Regions from separate parts of the Ovis aries genome. Here region 2 is linked to region 1. Evidence: chromatin contacts called from public Hi-C data. All regions are on one chromosome and are shown on one strand. The core of a region is the stretch at or near the end of the contact, and the rest is flanking DNA. Distances in the headings are between cores, read along the strand shown.

What was found. A called contact is a pair of places that touch in the nucleus more often than the background predicts.
Region 2: a contact with region 1 is called in a Hi-C map of hypothalamus, with 2.9 times the contacts expected there. The contact joins the promoter of PACSIN2 here to the enhancer-like site in region 1. A contact is called at or near these places in 13 of 16 Hi-C or Micro-C datasets (blood, hypothalamus, liver and 6 more).

The regions. Positions count from the first base shown.
Region 1 is chr3:219,622,441-219,629,344 of ARS-UI_Ramb_v3.0, forward strand. It overlaps PACSIN2 (protein kinase C and casein kinase substrate in neurons 2), which reads right to left. Exons shown (of 10, transcript XM_060414287.1): 4 at 5,775-6,010; 5 at 3,952-4,107; 6 at 1,613-1,788. Among named protein-coding and RNA genes, the nearest start is that of ARFGAP3, 32 kb to the left of the region's middle. Within about 2 kb of position 3,416, at least 13 of the 54 cell types and tissues checked have an H3K27ac peak or open chromatin away from gene starts, as enhancers often do. A contact at or near this core is called in hypothalamus, where this site is marked.
Region 2 is chr3:219,719,151-219,726,054 of ARS-UI_Ramb_v3.0, forward strand. PACSIN2 (protein kinase C and casein kinase substrate in neurons 2) reads right to left here and starts at 3,774. Exons shown (of 10, transcript XM_060414287.1): 1 at 3,672-3,774.

The DNA.
Region 1 (6,904 bases), core at 2,166-4,665:
GGCAATAACCTGGTTTTGTTCTGCGTCAGATAATATAAAAGGTGCTGGCATCTAGGCCACAAGGGCCCCAGTCTGCGGTGGTTCCATTTCACCAGGTCCACAACTGAGTGTCAGGAAAGTTGCTCCTCACCCCTTCAAAAAAGCTGGTAGGTTTACATTCAGCAAGTGAAGACTGGCCAGTGCTGTGGGGGCTGCACATGCCGTCGGTCAGCTGGGGGAACTCCTGCTTCTGCTCCACAGCCTGGAGCAGCTCGCCTCCCTAGGAAGCTGCCCGTGAGGACAGGACCACCACACTAGGTCTTGGAGCTCTCGCTTCTGGTCTGTGTGGCCGGGAGTCATTCCCCCTCTTGGGGCCTGTGCCCACTCTGTCCAGTATGCACAACCCACCTGTTATGGGGTGAGCCATGTCCTCCAAAAAAGATAATGCTGGTGTCACCCCAGGGGTCTCAGGATGAGAGCTTGTTGGGAAATGGGGTCTTTACAGAGGTAATCTGTAAATTTAAAAACCCACCTTTTTATAAAAAGGGGGAAACTGGGACACAGGGACAGAGAGGGGACGATGTGAAGACCCAGAAGATGGCTGTGTGCCTGGAGGGATGCGTCTGCAAGTCAGGGAAGGACCCTCCCCTAGACCAGAGCTGCCAGAGGGAGCGAGGCCCGCTGACACCTTGGTTTCAGAACTGCGAGAGAATAAATTTCTGTTGTTGTAGGCTGCCCAGGTATCAGCATTTTACGATGGCGGCCCTAGGACACTATTAGACCATCTGTTCCTCAGGGTGGCTTGGAGGACTAAGTGAGGCAAGGCAGTTACTCCACACAGAGGAGCCTGGTAGCCCCACCCCGCCTCTGCCTGCAGGGCAGCCTTGGGCAAGTGACCAAACCAGGCCTAGCCTCTACTTCCTCATCACTGAGATGGGGAATAATGTCACTGACTGCACAGACACTCGTAACGACTCATTAATTGTTGGCACAGCAGCTGAACAACTGAATGCTTTTCTTATTTTTCAATATTAGAAGGAGACAAAAAGAAGGTAATTCCCTGTTGACAACAAGCTCTGACTTGTAGGTCATTTCTAAACGGCTCGGCTGTGTGGATGACACGTTGAGGCCTGGGGTTAGCACAGACCTCTGCCCTGATGAAGGTGTCATGGGACCAAAGATGAGGGAAGTGGGGAAGAAATATCATGGCCTTGTGTCTTCATTCAGCAATGAGGCTCGCGAACTGTGCTGCCCAAGGCCCTGCGGCCCTGGAAGTCCAGCAGCAGGCTGGCAGGCAGCTGCTCTGGATGGGAAGGAGCTTGTGAAAGTCCTCACACTAAGGCCACCCCTGGCCTGGGTGCACCAGCTGGGGGACTACTGGACTTGCCCCCGGGTTGATTTCAAATGTGTCACTGTAGCCAGTCCAAGCTGCAGCCCTCCCTCCCTGCCCAGACGCAGAGCTCTGCACCCGGAGCTGGCAGAGCGTGGCAGGAGGCCATCAGACTTGGGCCAGCAAGCAGCCATCCTGGATGGCAGGACCCCACAGGGCCGCAGGCGGGCTCTGAGGCCACCCCCACCCCTCCCCACAGTCTGGAGAGCAGCAACCCCGAGCTCCCTGGCGAAGGACACTCACCTGGCCATGTTCGACAGATCCAGGTGCTTCTGCACCTCCAGCAGGACTTCCCGGAAGAAGCGCAGGCGCTTCTCCTCGAACTGCTGGCACTGCTCGAACACCTGCTCCATGCTCTCCATGTACTGCGGCGTGCTCTGGCCCAGCTCCTTCAGGGACTTCTCGTACTTCTCTTTGCTCTACAACAGGGGCCAGGCACGCGAATGAAGACTCATTTCCACTCAGCCCGCTCCCCTCTGCCCGAGAGCGAGCGAGCCTGGCTCTGCACCACCCTGCCCACCTCTGGGGCATCATCTCCCTCCACCAGGTCCAAATCCATCACAGCTCGACTACTCCTCGGGTGACAACATGAAGCCTGCCACTGTGGGTGACCCTGCACCCAAGAAGCACCCCAGTCTGTCTCCTCTGCACCTAAGTTTCTGCCTAGAGGACTCAGACCCCACATGGCTCCTGAAGGACATTCCCCTCTCCCCCAGGCTGGACTGTGAACAGTCCTCCCCACCCCCCACACAGCCAGGCCTCCCAGGCTCATCCTGAGGCCCTCTCTACCTCCAAAGGCACCCTTGGCAAAAGTGTCTCAGTCCCCTATCCCCCCTAGATTCCAAAACCTGAAGAGCACAAGCTCCAGAGTCTGACAGAACTCCAAGTTCAAGTTCCAGCCCCTCCACTTCTGAAACACAACCATACTCCTGGCATCTGCCAGGTCTCTCAGCTGGAGTAAGACCCAGAAGGCAGCCACTGGGGAAGAGGCAGTCCCTCAGAGCCAGTGACCATGCCCCTCTCGCATGGGGAAGGACTGTGCCCCAGGTCTTGCCCACAGCAGCAGTGGCTCCCCAGCTGCCTTTAAGGCAGGACCACAGGGCTCTGAGCTCCACGGAGACCTGTGCTGTGCATTTCTGGGAGCCTCACTTTCCTTTTCAGCAAACAGAATACTTCTACTTCACAGTATCCTGATACTTAAGGTGACAGACAATGGGCACTGAGCTGCACCAAGACATTCAGACAGTCCTGGTTCCCTTTCCTCCAGCCCATGACACCACCTTCCTCCCTGATGACACCCCCCGACACACAGTTATTCCTTCCCAACTGTCCTCAAGAGGGGATTTCACCAGAAACAAACTACGAACATAGGTGTAGCCTTTTCTCGAGGGTGTTTAGGGACAGTGTGACAAGTCTAAAGTTAGCATGTTTCCCTTGCAGGGATGTGCATGAGGTCAGAAACCCACACACTCTTCCCTGCCCCGCCCCCCAACATATGACTTTGACAGTGAAGGGGACCATCAGCGTGATGGAGCTTCCTACGGTGGAGGGAGGGATGGTGGGGCTGGGGTCACCCATTTATCACAGTCGTTCTCACTCTCAAGACCCTGAAAGGGGCTTTGACCATGGATCGGGGGGTGGCCTTTGCTCTCTGCTCTTCTGTTGCTGACGACAATACGGGGCCTTCTGAGCAGGGAGTGGCCCTCCTTGAGCTTTTGCAGGCCTCAGGCCCGGCCCTGCTGCTTCTGGAGCAGCGTCTCTGCCCCCACTTGGGGGCAGCAGTGAGGAGCTTCGTAGAGGGCACAGCTCTCTCATGGTCACACCGCTGGGCGGCCGCTCCGAGCTTCCTCCATTTCCTCCACCACAAAACAGACGTGCAGCTGCCTAATTCCCCTATTTCCCTCGGCAGCTCTTCTAAGGCTCAGGACCCCTGCTTCCCCTCTGGGCATCATGCCCTAGTCCTGAAGCTCAGTGCTCAGCTCATCTCTAACTTCACCTCTCTCTCCAAAACCAGGCTGGGACTTCCTTCTGTGGACACTGCAGCAGGGCAGGCCCTTGATGGTGACAGCCTCCAGCCACCACCAGCCCTTGGAAGAGGGCACAGGATGGGAGTGGGGCCAGGGGCCAAGCTGGGAGCTAAGGGCTCCGGAACCCTTGCTCACATCTGCCCTCCCTTCCCAGGCTCTTAAAGCTTTTTCCAGCAGCTCTCTGTCAGCAATGTCCCAAGCCTTTACTTGGCCTGTCAAGCCCACCGGTCCTCACAGCCCTCCATACCAGCTCGCCCATCAGCTCCCTGCCGTTGACATTCACAAGCTAGTCCTTCCCGCCTCCTGCCTGCGGCCACCCCGGCCACCCCGCACCCTGCCCGCCACGCACAGGAGTCACACCCCTGCCTGCCCAGTGCTCAGTGCCGCCCTGTCCTGAGGCGGCACTCAGGGCTGTGGTGAGGTGACGGGTGATCTCACTGATGCAGCCATCTGTCCATGGATCTGACTGAGCAGTGACAAAGGCTCGTCACACGCCAGACACGTGCACGGGTGAGGCACGTGCTCTCAACATGCAAAAAAACCCGCACGATTTACCTTAAGAACATCCTGTTTGCACTTCTCTACTCTGTCTTGCAGTTTCTTAAGCTGCTCAGGGTTGAGGGACGGGTCGGCTCTGCTGTTGTTCTCGCGGGATATTGCCAGCTTCTCCTCCTTGCATGCTGCATGGTAGGCCTTCTTCGCTGCTTCAACCTACAGGGAGAAGGAGTTCCCAAACACCACATTTAAAGGTCAAAATCCTCGCTCAAGGTTACACAGACTGTGGGCAGTGCCTGTACTCTTAAGAGGACAGGGAAGATCAGGTGCAAAGCCGTGTGTCCAGCATAATCACAGCACGTTAAAACAGAGGAGCTCTTTCAGCGAATACTGACGGGGTGCCTGCTTTGTTGTCAGACACCGTCTAGGCAGAAGGAGTACAGTGCTCGACAAAGAGCCTAGCTTTCACGCAGCTCACCGTCTAGCTGGGGGAGGCAGCTGCAAGAAAGAGGAAACAGTAAGGCAGTGGCTGACAAACGCCGAGGAGGAGAAGCAAGCAGGGAAGAGAGGCAGGTGCACTGGTGGGTCTGGGCTATAGCTGTACGTAGAACAGCTGGAGAAAGCCACACAGGTGACCTGCAGTGAGACTGTGACGGAGGTGTGGGCCTGAGGGAAGAGCTGGCTCAGCAGCTGGAAACCTAACACAAGAGAAGTGTAACGTTGGGAGAAAGGGTCATAGGCCACATTCCATATTTTTAACGACTATTTTACATGAATACACACACATATCTATAGATATGGTGTGTGTGTGTGTGTGTGTGTGTGTGTGTGTAATTTAATAGATGCTTCTTAACTGAGCCAAGTCACAGATTTCATTCTAGAGCAGAAAGCTGAGTTTGTAACCAGAGCCTCATGAGGCAGTCCATCATCACAAATGGGACCAGAGACAAGAAAGAAGAGACAGGGGATGTGGCAAAATAGACAAGACACGGAGTAGACAAGGAAAGCCTGCTGTCACAACCCGGAGACGGAAGTCTGCTCAGGGTGACTCTGAGAGGGAGGGAGGCAGTGCGGTTCCTGAGAGAAGTCCGTGATGGGGATGGGACTGGCAGGAAGTAGGGGTACCCTTAGCAATGGGGTGGCCCAGGCTCCAGGTCTGCCTATGCTAAGGGCTGGGGTGTAGTTATGACAGTCTCTGGAGAACCAAGGCTGGGTGAGGCTTGATGATTTCCATTCGCTACTTGTAAAATAATGAGTATCAGCATCATTGCAAATTTGAGAGAAAAACTCATATAAGGGAAAGAACCATTTAAAAGTTCAGGGTTGGGAGTGGCCTTGTTAGTGGTTGAGAGCATTTTTGCATGCCACCAACAGCTCTTCTAAAACGGTGCTATTCAAAATGTAGTCCACAGACCAGCAGGCACAGCATCACTTGGGAGATTATTAAAACTGAGCGTGAATAGGCCCCACTTCTGACCTCCTGACCACTATCTCTAGAGGTAGGGCCTGGGAATCTGGGTTTTAGGAAGCTTGCTTAAAAAGCACTATTCCTCAACGGTTTCATCTCAGATAACCTTTGGCAACTAGGACTTACTATTCTGACAGACCAGAAGGTTCAAGACATGGGGGTGGGAGCGGGGGGAAGTGCTTCAGTTTTGAGTTCTAGGCTGTGTGTGTGGGTCTCACCCTGCTCCCAGGACAGGAAAATGGGTGGATAAGGGTTCTGTAAAAACGGCACACGAGGCACTCAGCAGGCCCCCTGCGCCTAGGCAGTGGCAGCAACACCGGGGTGGGGGGGGGGGGGCAGGAGGACTGTCCGGGGGAAGCAGGTAGCGGGTGGGAGGGGTGCCTGCGGGCGGGGCAGGACCCTGGGCCGGATGCACCTCTTTCAGCTTCTTGGCCCAGGGCTTCTGTGCCTTCCGAAAGCCGTCCTCAGCCTCCTTGGTCTCCTTGAAGCCTCCCATCATCTGCTTGTGGAAGGCGTCCTTCTGCCAGTTCTTGATCTTCTCGAAGTCCTCGTTCATCAGCGAGGCCTTCACCTCCAGGTGCAGCTCACTCACCTTCTCCGCCTCGGCCATGACGGCCACCCAGGCCTTCTCCACCGTCCCGTACTGGGGCCCTGGCACAGAAGAGAAGCTGGTGGGTCACTTGGCACTGTGGGGCCCAGACAGGCTCTGGGAGGGGATTCCCTCTGTGAGCCCACCTCGGCACTTAGGATGGGGTTTGAGGCTGGCAGTCTGCCTGCCTGGCTGGGAGGCTTCCTTTTGGCTGTTTCAGATATTTTTCTTAGTGCTGTTCCTTTTTCAGTTCCTGGGATCCAGAAGAGAATAAGGAACTGAAGCTGGATCTGTTTTCTTTTGTTAGGGAAACTGGGGGATTACACAGATTTCCTTTTTGTAAAGACACTGAGCTCTTGAAAAAGTCCAAGATGAAGTTTCTTCATCTTGGAAGTTTTGATTTGCTTGAGGCTGGCCTTTGAAGGAGGGCATTCTGAAGTGAACTGACCTCTCTGCCAGGCCAGTCTGAGCCCACCCCTCGGGCTCCTGCTGGCTCCTGGCTTCCCCTGTGTGGGACCACACGTTCCCCTGAGGCCCATTCCCTCCACGAGGAGCTGGGCCCTGGAAACAGCTTGTGGAATGAAGGCCTGAGCCCTCAGCAGAATGGAAGCCCCAGGCTGGGGAAGGAGAGGAGGAGACAGGAATCTGGCTGGCTCTGGCCTGGATGGAGCTCTCCAGACAGCAGGGAGGGTTGCCCGGGTCACCTCAGTCACTGATCTCAGGAAGGAAACTCCTAATCTGACCTGTCATTTTGCTGAGGATGTAGTTGGCCTGAGGTGACAGAGAGATGGGCTGTGACAGAAGCTGAGGATGGAACAGGAGGACACAGGGCCTGCCCTCAGGGTGCTCCCAGAGGACAATGACTGCTGGAGTGGATACTGACAAGAGACATATAGTGTGTGTGCGAGAGTAACTGTTAGCCCCTCAGGACCTCTGGCTTCTCACGTCTACAAGAT
Region 2 (6,904 bases), core at 2,524-5,023, 97 kb after region 1:
TATGTAATCCTACTAAAGTGGTGGCCAGGCCTGGTACCCCTCTCTCGATGGGAGAAGAATACTCCTATCCTAAGGAGTATCCATCACCACCCACACCACTCAGAAATGTTTGGGGGACTAAAAAAAAAGAGAGATGAAAATGCTCTGGAGTGTCTTCCATAAATACGAGGCATTATTATTATTAGCTCAAAGATGACCAGGAAAATAGGATTATAGAATATCAGAGGTGAGAGGGCGCTTAGAGGTGAGATGATCCAGGAGTTCCTAATCTGGGGTCCAGGCCTCCGATGCTGTCCACAGGTGTGCTTTCTGGGAAGAGGTCTGTACTAGTTATCAGTTTCTCAAACAGTTAAGAACCTCTCAGGCTCTCCTTTTACAAACATGAAAACTGAGACCCTAAGGTATGTGGCTGTCCTCAGCTCAGGATTAGTCAGGAAGACGCTGGACCGAGCCCAGGGCTCCTAGTCTCCATCTACACTCTACAATCCCACATTCAAGGGAAGGAAAAAGTCACATAAATCTCATACAGCCATAGAGCACATTAATATTATACAAACCACTGCATATGTTCTTTCTAAAGTTATAGCAAAATTTCCCTCCCTTCATTTTCCTAAGGCTTCTTGCTGAGGCCTTTGATCACTGAGACAGCATTTTATTCATTTCTACACTTTCATATCTTGTTCTTTCAGTGCCTAATGTCAGGACACTCTCAAATGACATTTTAATATTGAAACTAAAGCTTTTATTCTAGGAAACAAGAAAACTAGAATCCACGATGCTCTGTTTTACCAAGCAAACAGATAAACATACAATCATGGGAATAAATGCAAGATAATATATTAAAGTAAGGCATTTTTGTCATGTTGTGTCTTTAATCAAAATACTAAAGCTTGTGCTCTTAGATGGCCATTGTCCCTGAAATAGTTACCTTTGGAACTACATGTATGCCAGGAATGTTGCATTGCACAGAATGCTTTGAGTTCTTCTTTAAAGATCATCTCCAGTTGGCAGAGCACAATCGTTTGAATACAAAAATCTGAAGGAATTCCTACACAGCCATCCTAGGGCCAGAACTGAGCCCATCAGCAACCAGGTTTCAGGCACTGACATGCCTTCAGGTATGTGAAAGATCCCAGCCAGGGCCATAAAGAAAGGTCTCTACGCATGGAATGCAAGCTGACTTCCTAAGGAAGGCACTGCCCTGGTGCCTTCAGGCATGCAGCTACAATTCCAAACAATTTTAATTGGGGAAAAAAAAAAAAAAATGCCAGCACCATCACTCACACGAATGTGGTCATTACAAAAATAATCTAGAGGGTGGCCTTCACAAAGTCACCAGCACAATCCGATGGCAGATAAGGCAGGCCCGAGTCAGATGAGAGGTCCAGGTGAGGGTGGCCAGAGAGCATTTGGTAACAGATATCATGATCTCTAAACACAAGCTGTTCTTACTATTATTAAGAAATCTATGCCATCTTTTTGATAATTCCATAACATCCTGGAATCAACCGTGACCCAGTCAGAGGAAGGAAACCTGAGCATGAGGCCCTTGTCTGACCAGATTTCCAAGTGGATAAACAAATGAGAAAATTTAAAGACAAATGCCCCTCAGCTCCCACCCCAGAAACTGCCTGGCCATCAGAAATCTGGACTGGGCATCCAGGAATGGGGAAAGCCAGCTATATGTTTCAGCAACAAGCTGTGTTCAAAACCCAGATATTGCTTTTATACATACTTACTTTTAGATTATTTAAATCTTATGACCTATATCTTACATACTTGAGGCTAAAAATAATAAAGTTCCAGTTCCCCAATAGTGTGAGTTAAGAATGACATTTCCATTCAAATGAGTTATCATTCTTCTCCCAAAAAGTGAATTCGGAGTACAGACCTAATCTCTCTGTTCTTCTGTGCTTCGTTCCTTTCCCACATAATAAATATCATCAGCCTCGTGGCCAGTTCCTTTAAAGCTCTCAGACAATTGTCAAGAGAAAAACACAGCACAGAAAAGTTTTTGATGTAGTGATCTCATATCTCAACTAACATAACCTCATCCAGGAGACTGTGAAACTCTAGAAGTAAGTGCACACAGATTATTGTTTCCCACATGACAAGAGAAATCCCAGTTGTAGTGGTTCCCCTTCAATGACTTTATGGGGAGGCTGTGGCAGGCTGGTGATTCAAGCGGAATAAGAAATTTCAGGCAGGAAGGGGAAGGCCAGCACTCAATAGGGACCACCTGCTTGGTTCCCTTGCCCGGGGCTCCAACCTGCCCATCCTTCAGCATATTGGGAATACTGGGGACCAAGGAACAGCAGAGAAAGGGAAAAACTGGTGTGAGCTCACTGCTTGTAGCCCAGGTTTAAAATCTCTGAGCTGGCCTCCTGATTTTCATCAGGACAGCCAGGGAGTGTTTGGTAAACAGCGTAATGAGTAGCCGGAGCCTCAGAGCAGCCAACCCTCCTTAACCACAGAAATACAGGACAACTGGGGTAAAGGAGAGAAAGGGAAGACCCAGGAATGGTGCACAGACCACACCTGAAGGCCATCTTCCCTCAGGCGCCTAACCCTCAAAGGCTGCAGCTGTGTGGGACCCGAGGAGACAGCACAGCTCGCTCCCCCTGACCAACTCCGTCTGAAAAGAAAGCCAACCCCCTCCGGTGGAAGCTGAAACTCAAAGAGCCACTGAAACGGAGCGGCAGAAATCACTACCTCTCCAATCCCAGGCCTCTCCGGATGCCCCAACGGCTGGAAACTCCAGAGGAGGGAGGGAGCTCCCGTTTCTAAAAAGCACGATTTGGGAAGACCCCTTGGGCCAACGGGGCAAACACCCCCAGCCTCTCTCCTGCCTGTCCCCCAGCCCTAGGACCTGCTCACAAGGAAGGGCTTGCTCCCCACGCCGCACCCCCGCCCACCCCATGTAAAGCCGGTGAGGGACGGGGAGGGTGGGGAGGAAGGAAATGGAGGACGGTCTTCAAAGCGCCCCAAACCAGCGCATCCGCATAAGTGTCCCGCCTGCTCTGGCCGCCCCTCCCCTCCAGGACACCCGCGGACCCGGCCCTGCCTTCTAAGTGACGCCGACCGGCCCGCCGCCTCCTCCTGCGCTCCCCACCGCCCCCGCGCTCCAGGGAACCCCCGCAGCCCTCGCTAAGTCCTCAGAGAGTCTTCCATCCCGCTAGGGCAGCAGCACTTTTACCTCCACGGGTCCCGCTCCACAACTTCTGTCTCAGCCGAGCCGAGGAGGACTCGTCCGCTCCCCTGTGGCGCCCCCCGCTCCCCGCCCAGACCCCGCACCCCACCTCGAAACCCGGCCCCCGCGCGCCCCCCGGAGGCCCCTCTACGTCCCCTCTGGCGCTCCCCTCGGCCCCCGGGCGCCGCTCAACACCGGTCCCCCACCCCAGCTCCCTCAGCGACTCGCCCCCGGACGCCCCTCAACACCCCTACCCCGCCCCCGGCTCCCTCAGCTACAGGAAGTTCGCGCGCGGGCGACGCGGCCCCAGAGGCTGCCCTCAGGCGCGGAGCGCGGCCTGACAGGGCGCGGGCCCCGCTGCCAACAAGCGCCCCGCGTCCGTCCCCGCCACCCACACATCCCGCAGAGCCCCAACCGTCGCGGCGCGTCCCTCACCTGGGCCGCCGCTGGTCTCCCGACACTCGGCGCGCCCCGCTCCTACCGCGACTGCGTCTCCAAGCCCCGGCTCCAGCTCCGGCCACGGCTCCCGCCCTCGCTCCGGCCGCGCAGCCCGGGCCCTGCCCTAACCCAGCCGCGGCCGCTCCAGCCGCCAGCCCCGAACGCCTCGCCCCCTAGCCTCCGCTGTGCTCTTCCCATTGGCTGCTGAGCGTCGGGCCCCGCCCCAACGGCACCTTCGGCTCCCCTGAATGGGCCGGAGGAGAGCCAAGGCGGCACGCCCCCTAGCGAGCCAAAGGGACCTCCCCTGGGCTTCATTGGTGAGTTCGCCTGTCCATCAAAGGAGGGGCGTGCCTACTTAGCTGACGAGAGGGCGGTTGGGGTCACTTCCCAGAGTCGCTCCAAAACTGTGGGTCCGTGAGACTTTCTCCCAGGATCCAGGAGTGTTTCAGCTTTGTGGACGCGCTTAGATGGGGGCCGAGGGAGGGTGGCACGGCGCTTAATGGGAATTCAGGGAAGGTAGTCTTTCTGAAAGTTTCCTTTCCAATGGCACTCACAGACACCAGTGTCATTAGGGCTTCTTAGATTCACTTGAGCCGGCTTAGTTTTTAAAAGCAGGACAGAGAGCGGTGTGTGGTCGCGCGCGTGTACAGAGCTCACGCGAAGGTTTGGGGATCCCAGGCCAAGTAATTTCCTAGGAGGGAGGCGACCCGGGGTAAACAGTAAATAAATGGCAGAAGCAGGGTCAGCCGTACCCCAGGCCTATACTGATTCCAAATCAACCGCCTTGAAATTCGGCCGGACGATGGTGCTGCAATATGGAAAAACGCTTAAACTAAAATGTTAAAAGGAAAAGCTGGATAAGAAATGGCAGGGACTCTTAAAACTGCTACTGTGTTTACACAAGAGTCTCTTCTAGTGGACAGAAACAGAGTGGGGTTTTTTCCCTTTCTAAAGTATTTGTTCGGTTACAATGTGGTTGTGATAATAATCATTGAGAAAGAGGGAAAGAAAGGCTGTGCCAGATCCAGCTACTGTCAAGAAGTCCCGGCCATTCTCCAGGACTCAGCCCACAGGGTCCACTCTGCCACCCAGAATACCTCTGGATCGTGTGCACAGAACCCAGTCATCACCTGAGGTCTCCCAGGCCTCTGAGAACTGGGTAAATTGCGGTTTGCCCTGCTTTTCCTGTGAGGATATAGTCATTGCCATGGTTTCTGAACAAGTCCCCATCACCCCTCCCTCCAGCCTCCCGCTCTTTTCCAGGTGCCTGCTGGTCCTTGCCATCATCCCGTCTCCAACTGCACACACTCACACAGTCCCTCATCACACCAAGCACTGGGAAGGCCAGCAGGGGTTCCTGCAGCCCGGACCCCACAGGGAGGCATCAAGCCTGGCGCTGCCTGGCAACACAAGACACCTCTTGAGCCCTTTTGGCCTCTTGACCCTGAGCCCACTACCTGGCCACCTGACCAAGGGAGGCCTCTGGCCTCTGGCTCCCTTCTCTTCTCTCTCCTTTCTTCTAAAGACAAAAACAAAATTCCTATCATTTCTTTCCCCAGCAGTTTGATCAGCTCTTTGATTCTCACCTCTGTCCCCAGAGCTTATCAGATGATTTTTCCCAAGAGAGCTTCCCTTTCCCTGCTGTGAACATTCCAACTCTGACCCCTACAGAAATGTCACAATGTTGCATCCAGCCCCCTACTATCAGATCCAAACAGCCCTGAAGCTCCATCCTGCCTCTGCTCCCTGAGCAAGTCACTGCCATTCTCTGTACCTCTGTGTCTCAGTTTTTAGCATGTGGGCGATGACAGGGCCCACCACCACACAGGGTGAGGAGTAAATGGGGCAAATCAGGTGAAAGCGAGAGGAGCCGCTCTGGATGGGCAGGTGTGGGTGCTTGATATCTGATCAGTTAATGTAGTTGCGCTCTGTCACCATCATTTTGCTCCCCATGAAAAACGTGCTCATTACCTAAGTCTGGGGCAAAGGCTGACGGGTCCTTTATTAGCCATTTCCCACTAAACAGCTGGGATAAACAGGCAGCCCAAGTTAAAACATACTTTTACAGGGACTTCCCTGGTGGTTCAGTGGCTAAGACTTCACACTGCCAATGCAGGGGACCCAGGTTCAATCCCTGGTCGGGAAACTAAATCCCACGTGTTGCAACTAAGATCTGGTGCAGTCAAATAAATGGTGCTCAGTTGCTTCAGCCATGTCTGACTCTTCACGATCCCATGGACTATAGTCCACCAGGCTCCTCTGTCCATTGGATTCTCCAGGCAAGAATACTGGAGGGGGTTGCCAAGCCCTCCTCCAGAGGATCTTCTTGGCCCAGGGATCCAAACTGCATCTCTTGGGCCCCCTGCATTGGCAGATGGATTCCCTACCACTGTGCCCAATCAAATGAATAAAATAATCTAAAAAATAGTTTCACAGAGAATAAAACAGTCTCCAAAAAATTAAAATATCCAGATAGTTATTGTACAGTGGTACAAGTACATCTTCCAAGAAAAAATTCAAAATCTGTTATAGATACTTATTTGATTGATAATTACAATATTTAGAGAATGTGCAGGACAGGGGATAGGGTGGATTGTGGATTCAGTGTGGGATGGATTTGAGTCCTGTCTTGCTTCCAGGAAGACTCAGCAAGGATATCAAACCTAGAAAAGGCCTCCAAGTGATCCCCAGAGGGTCACCATATTGAGTGTGTGAGTGTTCAGGCGCTCACTCATGTCCAACTCTTTGCGACCCCTTGGACTGTAGCCCACAAGGCTCCTCTGTCCATGGGATTTCCCAGGCAAGAATACTATAAATGGGTTGCCATTTCCTTCTGCAGGAGATCTTCCTGGCCCAGGGATTGAACCTGACTCTTCTGTGTCTCCTGTATTGCAGACAGATTCTTTACTACTGAGCCACTGGGGAAGCCCTGCCATATTGAAGGCAGTGATATTTAAGTGAGCCAAGGTGAATGGAAAGGATGAGCAAAGGCCCAGAGGCAAGAGATCCTGCTGTCCAGGGAGACAGGCGGGTTCTTCTTGGCTGGAGCATGCAGCTGAGCTGCGAGTAGCCATGCAGTTCTGGCAATCTGTTTTGCCACTCCAGGTCTCAGTTTTCTCAGCTGTAAAATGGGCATAATCACAGAGTCTGATGTTTAGAGAAATTGCCAGGATTCTTGAGGTCACTCCTGTGATGTTCTTAGGACATAGCTGGTACAGCCAGTGGCTGTTAAGGGTTTTACAAGGACCTCTTTGCAGTTTGTAAAAGTATTCTTTT